Regions from separate parts of the Mus musculus genome. Here all the other regions are linked to region 3. A link is a contact called in public HiChIP or PLAC-seq and promoter capture Hi-C data. All regions are on one chromosome and are shown on one strand. Each heading gives the region's core, a stretch centred on a gene start, on an enhancer-like site or on the middle of the called end of the contact. The rest is flanking DNA. Distances are from core to core; before and after follow the strand shown. Region 1 holds the start of Tbc1d22a (TBC1 domain family, member 22a). Region 2 overlaps Cerk (ceramide kinase). Region 3 holds the start of Celsr1 (cadherin, EGF LAG seven-pass G-type receptor 1). Region 4 holds the start of Cerk (ceramide kinase).

Region 1 (3,237 bases), core at 707-3,206, 180 kb before region 3:
ACCAGGTATAGTGACTTGTATACTCGGGAGAATGAGGCAGGAGGGTCAGAAGCTCAGGGCCAGCCTGCACTATAAATGAGACCCTAGCTCAAAAAATAAAAAATAAAAAATGCACTATCAAGAGACAGTATTTAATGGAAAGGGTCAATGAATTCTACAACTCCATACAGCAACTCCATTATTTTTAAATCTCAGTTGACTCTTAACAATAAATTACAGCTCATACTTAAGAAGAACTGAGGCCGGGCAGTGGTGGTACCCGCCTTTAATCCCAGCACTTGGGAAGTGGGGGCAGGCTGATTTCTAAGTTCCAGGCTAGCCTGGTCTACAGAGTGAGTTCCAGGACAGGGTTTCTCTGTCTTGGAAAAGGAGGAGGAGGAGGAGGAGGAGGAGGAGGAGGAGGAGGAGGAGGAGGAAGAGGAGGAGGAGGAGGAGGAAGAGGAGGAGGAGAAGGAGAAGGAGAAGGAGAAGGAGAAGGAGAAGGAGAAGGAGAAGGAGAAGGAGGAGAAGAAGAAGAAGAAGAAGAAGGAGGAGGAGGAGGAGGAGGAGGAGGAGGAGGAGGAGGAGGAGGAAGAAGAAGAACTGAGTCTCGAGATGTGAAGGCAACAACAGAAGTCACACTGCCACATGCTTCTGTTTATCTGGCACTAGGCTCAACGTGTTTATCCCTGTCACAGTAGGACCTTCTACTCATCATAAACTATAATAATAGCTTTTATAAAAGTTCTTAACTATTCAAGCAAGCCCAGTCCAGGTCCTGTAAAAAATACAGTGTCTGGGTACCTCTGAGGACTTCCTCCATCTCCCAAGTCACTGTGGCCCAGCAGTCAGTAACCCGTGCCAAGCCCCAGCCACTTTGAAAAGCACATTTTGTGGTTGAATACAGTGGATATCCGAGTTTACAAATTTAACATTCACACAATGGTGTCTCTTAGGAAGCACAGGAAGACAGACCATTTTCCGAGCTCACGAATGGTTCTACTTAAGTTACCTCAATGTCAAAACCTTCAGGACTGGAGAGGTGGCTAATGTTAGAATCTTAAATTTCATATCTGAGACTTTGGCTAGAAAACAGAATAAACTATGTTTGAAATCTTGTGATGGAGTTTTCTGAAATACATTTCCGGGTACTGTCTCTTCACTCCCTAAGACCTAGAGAGGCATCAGGCCACATAACCAATCACAGAAGGACTTTGGAGCTCGATAGCTTCCAGACTGCACCCAGGTGTTTTTATTATTATTCTGTGTTTCCTGTTGCTGTCAAAAGACCGGTGTCCAGAGGCCAGAAGGTGGGACCACAGAAATTCACAAGGCGCTTCCACGCTCAAAGGAAAAGCATCAGCCCACATGTGACAGACGAAAACCCAAGTGCTCAAACCACTATGCACCCCGAAGAGACCGACCTCCCCTGCAGGCACTGCCTCTCCCTGGCCAGTTTCCTGACTCAACCAAACTCTCCAGGGCATGACCTGGGTCAGTTTCTTCCAGCTTCCCCAGGGAGTCATGGAGTTTCGCAGGAGAGAACCTGCCTGCCAGGCTCTGGAAGCACTTGGGGCAGCTCCTCGTCCTCCTTGCTCATTGGTACGGCCACTGTCACCTTTCATTTCCCACACGCCCACTGCCGACCCCGACTCCCCTAGCCCCTCACATAGCCCAACAGTCTCCTAGGAGCCAGGTTCTCCTCCCCAGACTCCTACGCCACCCGCACTGCAACGGGACAGCACGGCCACCTGACCTCTGACCCCTGACCCCGACCGGGTCCTCCCCGTCACACCCACCTGCCCGGGACCTTGCTGTTGCTGCGCTTCCAGAACTGCTTCCTGGCCCCGTCGCTGGCCATGGCCGCTCCTCATCCCTCAGATCCGCAACCCTGACACCCGAGAGCGGTCGGCCACACCTCCAGCGGCCCTCTCCTGTGCCCCGGCGGCCCCCTCAGAGACACCAGGACTCCGAAGCGTAGAGCCGAGAGGCGCTTCCGCCTCCGTCCGGAAGTTGTGACTCGGCGATTCCGGAAGTCCCGCCTTCGTTTCGGGCAGTGCTTGACGCCATGAGAAGGCGACGCTGGGATATGTGCGTGGCTGTAGCGCAGGGAGGAAAGCGGAGTCTGCGAGCTGCGTATGTTCTGGCGGCGCTGAGAGCGCTCGGGTCGAGCGGCACGGACTGAGGTCTCTGGATCCCGGCCTCTGATCCCCGGCCATGAACTCCGGAGCCGCGTGCGTCTGGGGTCCGAGTCGGTCTTATTTGCTCGCAGCCAACCAGCAAGTACCGAGAACCAGAAGGAGCACAGGCAGATCGGGACCCTGCTGCGGGCGGACAGGCGAGCGGGAGGATGGAGAGCTTCTCCCGCTGTAGTGTGGTCCAAGCCTCATCGCCAGGGCATTGACCCCGGATCAGTAAACACTGCACAGTGAGGTGAAGGAAGCGACTTCCACCGGAGCACATCTGAAGCGATGGCGGGGATCTGCCTGGGCTTCAGCTGAAAAACGAATAGGCACGGAGACACGAAGACTTCATCTTGCCGGCGCTTGCGTGCTTCCAAGACCGCAGTAAAGTGTGCTTAATTGTAAGATACATTCAAGATCCAAAAATCTTAATACGGAAATGTTAATTATAAGTTTACATTAAATGATACTTTATATATATTGGGTTCTGTAGAATATATTGTTATGTTTACTTTCACTTTTTGCTGTGTAGTGTAGCTACTTGAAATTACTTACGTGATTGGTGTAAAATTTCTATGATCTTAGACTCAAGGGTGAGAGGCTGGCATCTCAGGCCGGAGCTTTAGTGAAACACTGGTAATGCCAACTTGTGGCCTTTACTACTGAGAAACATATTCACGACAGCTGTCTCGTGCACTTTTTCTGCTTTTGATATGGTCTTCCTGTTTAACCCAGGCCCTGACTATATTCTCAAGACCCAGACTTCTAGACATATTGAAAGTGGTGTTGGGTTAGCACATGGTGGATGCAAGAAATCACACTAAAGAACCTTATATAGCTTAGCCCAGTTGTATGCCAGACTTATCCTCAGTACTCAGAGCAGGGTCAATGGCCTAGAGCCCTGTATCTCAACTTTGTTCCCATTCTTTAAGAGTAAAGCCTTCTGCAGCTCCTTTTAGACTGCAGCAGCTACCTGACTCCACTTTGACTCTGCAGAAAGGGGTGGCACCTGTTCCTCTTCATTTCCTGCACAGCCGGAGCCTTAGGAACTGAAATAGTACATCCCAAATGTTTG
Region 2 (3,408 bases), core at 439-2,938, 130 kb before region 3:
ACTTAACTCAAAGCAACAGAATCAAACCAAAAGATTGCCTGGAGCTGTGATTCTCTAGGCCAGTGGTTCTCAACCTTCCTAGTGCTACAGCCCTTTAATACAGTGCCTCACGTTGTGGTGCCCCCCACCCCCATCATAAAATTCTTCCATTGCTATTTCATAACTGTAATGTTGCTACTGTTAAGAATTGTAATGTAAGCCGAGCAGTGGTGGCACACGCCTTTAATCCCAGCACTCGGGAGGCAGAGGCAGGCCGATTTCTGAGTTTGAGGCCAGCCTGGTCTACAGAGTGAGTTCCAGGACAGCCAGGGCTCCACAGAGAAACCCTGTCTTGAAAAACCAAAAATAAATAAATAAATATATAAAGAAATGTAATATCCAATGTCTGAGACATGACCCAAAGAAGTATTGATCAACAGGTTGAGAAAACACGCTATTCTGGGCCCAAGTCGTCCCATCTTCTTGCATCCAATCAGAGCCCAGCTTCCCTGGAACACTTCTCCACAGACTGGACCCAGATTCTCACATACTTTGGTGGCCCTGGCATCCTTTATTATGTGTCTTCTATCCCTCTTGGATTTCTGAGCCACTTTAGGCCTCAGAACAGAGAACACGTCCAGAACACGCCTCACATAGTACAATAGCTGACTCAGCAATCAGCACTTGTGGCTTAAATAGCTGAACAGACAGACCATGTAAGGGTCACAGCTCGAGTCTGCCCTCCGATGACACCAAGCTGCCTCTTGTTCTGAGTGGCATGACCTCCAACCTTCCTGCCTGCTTTCCTTCCTTCTTTAAAAAAAAGAAAAGAAAAAGAAAAAGAAAAAAAGATTGCTGTTTATTTGTTGGGAGAGGGTGCGTGCCAGGGTGTGTTCGGGGAAGTTAGAGGACAACCAGGAGAAGCTGGTTTCCCCCTTCCACCCTGCAGATCCCAGGATTTCACGCCGGACATCAAGCGCCATCTTGTCAACCCTCGCCTTCCTTTGTGTTTGGGGTTATGGAATGAGTGTAGGAACGATTATGCGCAGCCTTCGGAGTTTGGGGTGGGGTGGGGGGGGAGGCTTTTCTGTCTGTGTAGCTCTGATGGGTCCTCGGATCTAAGTGTGGTGTCTTTGTAGATGCCCGCTCGGTACTGGTGTCGGAGATCATCGCTGTTGAGGAAAAAGACGACTGCGAGAAACACGCCTCCAGTGGCCGATGGCATAAAATGGAAAATCCGTTCGCATTCACAGGTGAGGGGGCCTCAGTGTTTGCCAACTCCCCAGGCCCTCCCCTGTCCCTCCACCCCACCCCCGACCCCAGTTAGCTCCATGAAGACCTCGGAGAAGGTCTTATCAAAGCCAGTGACTGGCTCATCTTCACAGACTCTGATAGCAATCATTCAAAATCTATTTTGGGGGCTGGGAAAACGTGTATGTAAAGGGCTCTCTGTCTCTCCCTGTGTTGCTAAAATTCTACCTCCTCCCAGCGTCTCAAGGACAAACCCAGGCAATTTAGCACCAAAGTTCGCTCTTGGGGAAACTGATGAATTTATCGGGCTTCTTTACAGAGCCTAGACGAGGACTTACTTACAAAGGTGTGGTGTCCCTCACCCAACAGGGATCTGGGTTTCTCTTATAACCACATAGCTTGAGCCTCAGCTTTAGTCCCCACCACCCCCCATATACTCTGGCCCCGCCCCCTGACCATGCGCAGCACTGCCCAATGGTTCAGGGCAACGGGTTATTCAAGTGAGGATCTCTTGCCGTCCTCTCTGAGCCTCTACAAAGGGGGTGTAAACTGTCAACCAGTCTTGCTGGGGTGATCTTTTGCAAGGGAGCACAACTGAACTCCTCAAGGTGGTGTGGTTTGGCCATCCGGGCAGTCCTGCAGTGAGATGAGGGGTGGAGAAAAGAGACTCCCAGCCCTGAGGTCTCCCTTCTGTAGCGGTAGATGCTGCTAACCAGTGTTGGTTTTCACACAGTCCACCGTGTGAAGCGAGTACGACATCACCGCTGGAAGTGGGCACGGGTGACCTTCTGGAGCGCCGACGAGCAGCTGTGTCACCTGTGGCTGCAGACCCTCCGTGGGCTGCTGGAGAGCCTGAGTACGTGGGCGAGCTTTCGGATTTGTTGCCAGGCAGCACAGCTGTGGTGGCACGCGGGACTCAGTGACCTGACCCAGGTGGACGTGATGGATCCCTTTGCTTTGTTTTTATGTTTCCAGCTTAGAGAGTCCCAGTGTGGGGAGCAGACGGGTATAGACTCTGCAGCTGCTGTCCTGGCCCAGCCTCTGCTTAGGAGTAGGGAGACTGAAGCAAATCCGTCAGGCCCCAGAGCCTCATTATCTTTCTCTTTTCTCTGTAAGTGGGGTGGGTGCCAATATTTTCCAGGTGTAAATGAGGACTGAACAGAATGTGGGAGAACGACTTCTTACTTTCTGGGAGTGTAGCCTCTCAAGTGCCGCAGAGCCCAGTGCCTTGTTTAATATGTGCCAAGGGACCAGTTTCTTGTCACTTTAAACATGGTGGCTTGTTCTTTTTGCACCCGTAATACTGGGTCATGTTATAATTTTACGTACAAAGGCAACAGCTAATTCAGCTTTAGACTTGGATAATAGCTTTTTACCTTTTGGGGCATTAAACTAGTATATGATTTTTTAAAATTAAAAAAATATTTTTGAAACAGGGTTACTCTTTGTATCTCTGGCTATCCTAGAACTCACTTTATAGACCAAGCTGGCCTCCATCTCATAGAGATCTGCCTGCTCCTGCCTCCCAAGTGCAGAGATTAAAGGTTCGTGCCACCACCACCCACATGATATATGAATTTTAAAAAGTAAATTGTAGGGCCGTTGAGATGGCTCCGTGGGTAAAAAACACTTGCCACCCACACAGAAGACATGAGTTCAACCCCCTAGACCTCTATGTGGTGGAGAGAGAGGGCCAAGACCTTCAAGCTGTGTTCTGAGTCTCACACATCCTGCATGTGCCCTGGAGTGTGTGAGCTAGGCATACATGTGCAATCACATGCTGTACACACACACACTAAAGGAATAAAAAGGAAACAAAAACAAATTAAAGTGAATTATAAAAAAATTTGCATAATGGCACATACCTGAGATCCCAGCACTTGGGAGGGAGGCAGGGCATTTCAATTCCAGGCTGGCCCGTGCTGCATAGTGAGACTTTCTCTAAGCACAAGAGGTGGGGGAAAGGTTGGGGGGGAAGGAAGGGGGTGTGGACAAGAGAAAAGGGGGGCAGCCACTGATAAATTCACTTCCATCTCCAGAACCCATGCCAGAAAGAGACTACCAGTTCCCTTAAATTGTCTCCTCACTTCCACACATAATATAATATAATATGAGGGGGGAAGGGAAGGGGGGACAGAGGGAGCAGGAGGGAGGGAGGGAGAGAGAGAGAGAGAAAGA
Region 3 (3,206 bases), core at 671-3,170:
TTTTCAGCTACTGAGAAATCCCAGAGATTCATCTATGACATAAACTTTATGCTATATGTATGATCGTATATATATGATTAATATCACACATGTGTATATTAGTACACATATATGCTATTAATGCTGAGGAAGCTCCCTTGACTGTTTTTGTTTTTTGTTTTGTTGTCTTTTCTTTAAAGATTTATCTATTTATTTATTTTATGTAAGTACACTGTACACTTTTCAGACACACTCATCGGATCCCATTACAGATGGTTGTGACCACCATGTAGTTGCTGGGAATTGAACCTCTGAAAGAGCAGTCGGTGCTCTTGACCACTGAGCCATCTTTCCAGCTCCCCCCCAACTCCCCCCCCCCACAGGTTTTAAAGCGACCCTGTGTCCTATTGTCCTATTGTCATCCTGCTGGGCCCTGACTGCCTAGAAAACCCAACTCTGATGGTGATCAAGCAGCCTTCAGGGTCCCACTCCTCCAACTGATCCCAGGAGAAATCTTTCAAAGGCAAGAGGCCTGCCCAGTGTGTCCATGCGTGACTGAGGCTGCAGTGGGCTTGGGCCCCTTTCAAGGAGGTGGGGAAAATGTTGCAAAGGTCCGCCTCTCCCCTCCCTAGTTCGGAAGCACCGCCTTTAAGGTGTGCTCCTTTGGAATCTAGGCTCGGTCTTGCGGCTCTGAAGCCACGCCCCACCCTTTCACGCAGGGCGAGAGTGATTCTCCAGCCCCCTTCTGGTTTTCCCCAGGTTCTCACGGATCCTGCCCCCTCAGTGTTTGCTTGTCCCCTGATGGGCAGTAACTAGGGGTTTGGTGACAGACGGTCTCCTCCACCAATGTTCAGGCCCCACAGCATGTTCTGGGGAACAAGGCCCCTCCCACTGTCACCTCCAAACTACATTATTTTTCTTTCCAATTTAAATGTTGCACTTTAAACAAAGTGGAACCCGAATCCGGTTAACTGCCCATGAGATTTCAAAATCCAAGGAACTCCTTGGAGTTAAGCATTTGAGCTCCCGCGAGGCTGGAGTCTAACAGTCTCCCAGTCCCCTGCCACCGCCACGACTCTACCGAAGTTTTCTAGCACCTCTGTATCTTGGAACTCTAGATCTAACTCTCTCGACGCCAGGGGTGGCTTACTCATAGATCTGCACTATCAGGTGCAATGCGAGGATTGAACAGCACTCGGCCCAGAGGAAACTGTACGAGGGACTCTTTAGCAGCCGCGGCCCGGGACTCTAGAGCAGTAGTTGAGCGCCACGCTCCCAGGGCCCGGTCCTCTGCGGATGTTGGGTGCCAAGACCGAAAGGGAAGGGGCTGGAGGCCAGGCCCCGCTAGGGCCGCGCCCCCACGTCTCCATGGAGATCATCGGGGCGCGCACCTCCTGGCTGGCTCCCTCCCCATCATCCTCCCCCTCCCAGGGCTGAACAATGAGCCACTGGGAGGGGGCGGGGCGGGGCCGGGGGCGGGGAGAGAGAGAGAGTGGCGGGGGCGCTGGCAAAGCACACCGCCTAGCCAGCAATCCGTCGCCAGGGTCTGCGGGCGGTGTGGTGATCGCAGCCCCCGCCCCGCCCCGGGCCCGCCCAGCTTCCCACGCCCGCCCAGCAGAGTCGGTGCTGGGGCCACCTGGAGCCGCCTGGAGCCGGCGCTGCTGCAGGTTGATGCGCGGCGCCCTCCCGGGACGCACGGAGGAGCCATCTTGAAACCAACTTGGCAAACTTTCGCAAAGTGCTCTCGAAGTGGAAGCTGAGCGGGAGGCCGGGCGCGCGGCCCCCGGTGTCCTCGCCAGGGCCCCCGGGGAGGCAGAGCGCGGGCCGCCCCGAGGGCCCGGCGCTGGGCGCGCGGGAGCCGCCCCCCGGCCGCGCCGGGTGGATGCGGAGGTGCGCCGGGTGCATGGATTGTGCTCCGGCGCCCGGCTCGGGCTGCGGCTCCGGGCCATGGCGCCGTCATCGCCGCGCGTGCTGCCCGCGCTGGTGTTGCTGGCCGCCGCCGCCCTGCCAGCCCTGGAGTTGGGAGCAGCCGCTTGGGAGCTGCGGGTGCCTGGCGGGGCCCGCGCCTTCGCTCTCGGACCCGGCTGGAGCTACAGGTTGGACACCACGCGCACGCCTCGGGAGCTGCTGGACGTGAGCCGCGAGGGGCCAGCAGCCGGTCGGAGGCTTGGGCTTGGCGCGGGGACTCTGGGCTGTGCCCGCTTGGCCGGGAGGCTGCTGCCGCTGCAGGTCCGGCTGGTCGCCCGCGGCGCCCCGACGGCCCCGAGCTTGGTACTAAGGGCACGCGCCTATGGTGCCCGCTGTGGGGTCCGGCTGTTGCGCCGCTCGGCCCGCGGTGCAGAGCTGCGCTCTCCGGCCGTCCGCTCAGTTCCTGGACTTGGAGATGCGCTCTGCTTCCCGGCCGCAGGCGGCGGCGCAGCCTCGCTGACTTCGGTGCTTGAGGCCATCACCAACTTCCCCGCCTGCAGCTGCCCGCCGGTCGCCGGGACCGGCTGCAGGCGCGGACCCATTTGCCTGCGGCCAGGAGGTTCAGCTGAGCTGCGTCTGGTGTGCGCCCTGGGACGCGCGGCAGGCGCCGTTTGGGTAGAGCTGGTAATAGAGGCGACCTCTGGGACGCCCTCAGAGTCGCCCTCGGTGTCGCCATCGTTGCTTAACCTGTCCCAACCTCGGGCGGGGGTGGTGCGACGGTCTAGGCGGGGCACGGGCAGCAGCACGAGCCCGCAGTTCCCGCTGCCCAGCTACCAGGTGTCAGTGCCTGAGAATGAGCCTGCGGGCACTGCGGTCATCGAACTGCGCGCGCACGACCCAGACGAAGGCGATGCAGGACGCCTTAGCTACCAGATGGAGGCGCTGTTCGATGAGCGCTCTAATGGCTACTTCCTCATCGATGCCGCCACGGGTGCAGTGACCACAGCCCGCTCCCTGGACCGGGAGACCAAGGACACTCATGTACTCAAAGTTAGTGCTGTGGACCACGGCTCCCCGAGGCGCTCAGCTGCCACCTACCTCACCGTAACTGTCAGTGACACTAACGACCACAGCCCAGTCTTTGAGCAGTCTGAGTATCGAGAGCGAATTCGAGAAAACCTGGAGGTGGGCTATGAGGTTCTGACCATCCGTGCCACCGACGGGGATGCCCCTTCCAACGCAAACATGCGCTATCGTCTGCTGGAGGGCGCAGGTGGTGTCTTTGAGATAGACGCACGATCAGGTGTCGTGCGCACACG
Region 4 (3,384 bases), core at 229-2,728, 150 kb before region 3:
CAAATGGGGGAGGGGGGTACACTTCAGTCCGAGGTAGGCACTGCAGGATCCTGGTTCTCACTAGTGAGCTATAATTCACACAGGTGGCCCTCCTCAGGTTCTTTAGTATTTTGTGGACCGTGTGGCTGTGTCTTCCTGGATGGAACTCCTCTAGGACTAAGGTGGAGTCCAGTCCTCTTGGTATTAAACACTTACATATAAACACTGCATTAATTTCCAGGCGTGGTGGCTCATACCTTTAATCTCAGCTCTTGGGAGGCAGAGGGAGGTGGATCTTTAAGTTTGAGAGTCTATAGAGTGAGCTCCAGGACAATCAGGACTACCCAGAGAAACCCTGTCTCAAAATAATAATAATAATAATAGTAATAATAATAATTAATAATAATAATAGCCCCTGCTGCCCTTGCCCGACACAACCCCTCACCAGTAACAGAGGCAGCATCATCAGCAATGGCAAGAGGTTTCTGAAGAAGTTTCATGTCCACATTCCCCAAGCCTCATCCCGATAGCCGTGAAAGGAAAGAGCTGGGACAGCCATTGCTTCAACTAACAACTGAGCTAGGTCAGGTCCAGCTTGCTCCAGGGTGGGGCTAGGATTCTGCCTGGGCCTAACCAACACTCCAGGGCTGTCAGGGAGCCTACCATTGGGCTGGGCTTCCAGGAAGCAAGTGATTCATGGTTGTCCCTGCCCTGCAGATGGACACAGGGCACCGACAGGATCAGACCTGTACCTTAGCCCTCTGGTACCAGGCACAGGCAAGGTAGACTTGGCCAGCTCCACCCCAGTCTGCAACAGCAGGAGAGCTGAGGGGGAGGGCAGAAGGCTCTCCTGTCTTCTTGAAAGCTGACTCCGCTGTGAGGCTTAGCTCTGTCACACCACAGAGCCCTGCACTCTTGGACCAGTTAGCATCTCCGAGGAGACTCTTCCTTGGTCAGATGTGAACAGATGCTATCACGCAACCAATATCTGAGTAACACATTATGCACAGAGACCATTTTAGACACTGGAGACCCAGTAAGGGACAAGCCCACATGCCCATGGAATTTTCACAAAGATGGGTAGATATGCAATGAGTGCAGTGCTGAATTTTGCCCTGCTGTGTCTTGGGATGCTTTGGCTGGGGGAGACGGAGTCCAGGAAGACCTCCCTGAGGTGGATATGTTCAGCTTGTCCCATGTTAAGCTGCATCAAGAGCAGCAACTCCGGTTCCCTAGGCCTGTTTGGGAGGGTACAGTCAGGTGACTGATAAGAAGACGCCTTCTCCCGTCTCTCTGGTGGCTGTAGACCCACAACCATCCACACATGAAGCTTCCACTCCCCTGGAAGGTAACCCCTGTCCTCTCCATCCTAGCCTTCCTTTGCCTACTGGGACTAACCTGCAGGACTCTTGCTAGCCGCCAGGAGACCAAGACCTAAAAAGAGACGGATGCCCAAGGTCAAATCGCTCCTGGGCGCACACCAGCAGTTCCACGGCCTCCTATCGCCTGCCCAGGACCGCCCGGGCAACATTTCTGCGCTGCTGGGACTCCGCCCGTCCCTTTGCAGCCCTCCCTACCCCGTCGCTCGTGCAGACCCAGCAGGACCCAGGGGCAGCCAGAGCGACAGACTAGTGTCTTTCAGGGCACCCGGCCGCTCCGACCGCCCTCCCCACAGCCAGGTCCCTCAGTCCCCTCCTCTGACCCCTCCCTCCCGTTCCTTCCTAGGCCTTTTCTGCTCCTCATCCTAGGCTCCCTAGACTCCTCTGTTTCTGATTCTTCTCTGGCCCCAAGTCTAGCTTCTCCTGTCCTCACCCTGGTCGCCTCCTCCCGGGTCCCCGCCACCCTCTCTGCGTACCGGGTGACGCAGCGCCGCCTCCCGCTCCCGCCTCCCCGCGTCACCGCCGGGCAGACTGCAGGGGCCGCTAACGGTCCCGCGCCCCCCCCGGTGTCCGCGCGCCCCGCGCCCGGCGGACGAGGCCGCGCCGGCGGCGATGGGGGCAATGGGGGCGGCGGAGCCGCTGCACTCCGTGCTGTGGGTGAAACGGCGACGCTGTGCCGTCAGCCTGGAGCCCGCGCGGGCTCTGCTACGCTGGTGGCGGAGCCCGGAGCCCGGGCCCTCCGCGCCGGGTGCCGGTAAGTGTGGCCATCCCGGGCTGGTGGGGCCGGCGCTGCATCCACCCCGGCCTGCGTAGCCCGAGCGCTCCGGGCAGGCTGGGATGGGGCGGAACTCGGAGGGAGGAGACCTGGGGCACGGGGAGAGGCGCCCGGGATACCGAGGCGCGGGGAATCCGAGACGCAGAGCCCGGGTGCCGGGCGGTCTAAGTACTCCGCGGCCTCTGGCGGGGAACCGTCTGGGTGCTGAGAGCCCAGATACTCCTGGAACTGGGATGACAAAGCCTCTGGAGGTGCTGGAGGGGGAGGGGAAGAGCGGACGTCCACAGCCCCCCACCCCCCATCCCGGAGCATCCGCGGGACCCTGGGGGAGGTCTGTTGCTGGTGCTGCCGTCGGGATGGCGCTGGCACACCTGGACAGGACTGGTTTCTGGTCATATTCTTCGTCCAATACAGTGAACCCAAGTACATACACATGTTTCTCTATGGGAGAAGCCCAGAGGGGCCCTGGCAGGGACTTCCTGCGATTAGGCAGTTGAGCAAGGGCCTTTGACTTTCCGATGGAGTGTACACCCTGCTCAGCCGCCCTCAGGGTTGAAAGAGGAGTAGCTTAGGCCAGCATGGGGAAAAAACGCAACCCACCCGCAGTGACTGGGAATGGTGCAAGGACACTAGAGCCACTCTCCCCGGTGCTTTGCTGCAGGTTGTCTGGTGGCCGACGGATTGGCGGAGATTTTAAAGATGTCATTCAGTCCTCCTTAAAAGGAGGATTACAGAAGATTGTATGTGGACATCTGGGCTGGGGGGCCTTGTAGACGACCTTGTAGACGAATTCAGTTTCATAAATTCCTTGCTCCATTTTGTTGTGTTTGTTTGTTTGTTTTGAGACTGTTTTCCTATGTGGCTCAGCCTCAGACTAGTATTACAGATGTGTGCCACCAAGCCCAACTTGTTATTCTCTCTCTCTCTCTCTCTCTCTCTCTCTCTCTCTCTCTCTCTCTCTCTCCTGGGAATGATAGAATCCAGGGCTTGTGGCTTGCTAAGCACAGTCTTTACCACCAAACAGCAAACATCCCCTGCAAGTTTCCCTTGAGAGCCTGCTAGGGGATGGACCTGGGGATTCTAGCCTAGTGGCTGATGGAGTGGGGCCTTTTCCACTTAAGGAGGCACAGAGGGATGCGTGGGGATAAGTGCATCTAATGGGCTTGGATCCCAATTTGAACCTCCGAGGGTAGGGCATCAAGCTTGAGTCCCAAAGGGGTGGTCACTCACCAGTGCAGACCTCACTTTATA

Evidence for each region. Promoter capture Hi-C pulls out the DNA fragments that hold promoters and counts their contacts. HiChIP or PLAC-seq counts read pairs in DNA pulled down with a chosen protein or histone mark.
Region 1: a contact with region 3 is called in an H3K4me3 HiChIP or PLAC-seq map of embryonic stem cells, with 6 times the contacts expected there. The contact joins the promoter of Tbc1d22a here to the promoter of Celsr1 in region 3. A contact is called at or near these places in 13 of 39 promoter capture datasets (the 3T3-L1 cell line, the C10 cell line, the HPC-7 cell line and 8 more), 2 of 15 datasets of contacts at CTCF or cohesin (the NIH/3T3 cell line and large pre-B cells), 14 of 484 Hi-C or Micro-C datasets (the G1E-ER4 cell line, Th1 cells, Th2 cells and 7 more), 15 of 115 datasets of contacts at active chromatin or transcription factors (the 230-238 cell line, the SCID.adh cell line, T-cell acute lymphoblastic leukemia and 8 more) and 2 of 9 other capture datasets (adipose tissue and liver).
Region 2: an H3K4me3 HiChIP or PLAC-seq map of the SCID.adh cell line shows a contact between it and region 3, with 10 read pairs. The contact joins the enhancer-like site here to the promoter of Celsr1 in region 3. A contact is called at or near these places in 1 of 39 promoter capture datasets (pre-B cells), 5 of 115 datasets of contacts at active chromatin or transcription factors (the SCID.adh cell line, double positive thymocytes and embryonic stem cells) and 3 of 9 other capture datasets (adipose tissue, liver and pancreatic islet).
Region 4: a contact with region 3 is called in a promoter capture Hi-C map of pre-B cells. The contact joins the promoter of Cerk here to the promoter of Celsr1 in region 3. A contact is called at or near these places in 7 of 39 promoter capture datasets (the 3T3-L1 cell line, the C10 cell line, embryonic stem cells and 4 more), 2 of 484 Hi-C or Micro-C datasets (CD4 T cells and embryonic stem cells), 2 of 115 datasets of contacts at active chromatin or transcription factors (effector CD8 T cells and pancreatic cancer cells) and 3 of 9 other capture datasets (adipose tissue, liver and pancreatic islet).

What each region holds. Positions count from the first base shown.
Region 1 is chr15:86,213,178-86,216,414 of GRCm38.p6, reverse strand. Tbc1d22a (TBC1 domain family, member 22a) reads right to left here and starts at 1,956. Exons shown (of 13, transcript NM_145476.2): 1 at 1,779-1,956. The coding sequence starts at 1,840.
Region 2 is chr15:86,163,646-86,167,053 of GRCm38.p6, reverse strand. Cerk (ceramide kinase) reads left to right here. Exons shown (of 13, transcript NM_145475.4): 2 at 1,119-1,232; 3 at 1,964-2,086. Among named protein-coding and RNA genes, the nearest start is that of Gm15569, 20 kb to the left of the region's middle. Within about 2 kb of position 1,688, at least 10 of the 459 cell types and tissues checked have an H3K27ac peak or open chromatin away from gene starts, as enhancers often do. A contact at or near this core is called in the SCID.adh cell line, where this site is marked.
Region 3 is chr15:86,032,491-86,035,696 of GRCm38.p6, reverse strand. It overlaps Celsr1 (cadherin, EGF LAG seven-pass G-type receptor 1), which reads left to right and starts at 1,920. Exons shown (of 35, transcript NM_009886.2): 1 at 1,920-3,206. The coding sequence starts at 1,927. Gm34764 (a long non-coding RNA gene) reads right to left here and starts at 1,444. Exons shown (of 3, transcript XR_384307.4): 1 at 1,130-1,444.
Region 4 is chr15:86,184,235-86,187,618 of GRCm38.p6, reverse strand. It overlaps Cerk (ceramide kinase), which reads left to right and starts at 1,478. Exons shown (of 13, transcript NM_145475.4): 1 at 1,478-2,112. The coding sequence starts at 1,971. It overlaps Gm15569 (predicted gene 15569), which reads right to left and starts at 1,891. Exons shown (of 3, transcript NR_155352.1): 1 at 1,835-1,891; 2 at 1,378-1,413; 3 at 423-967.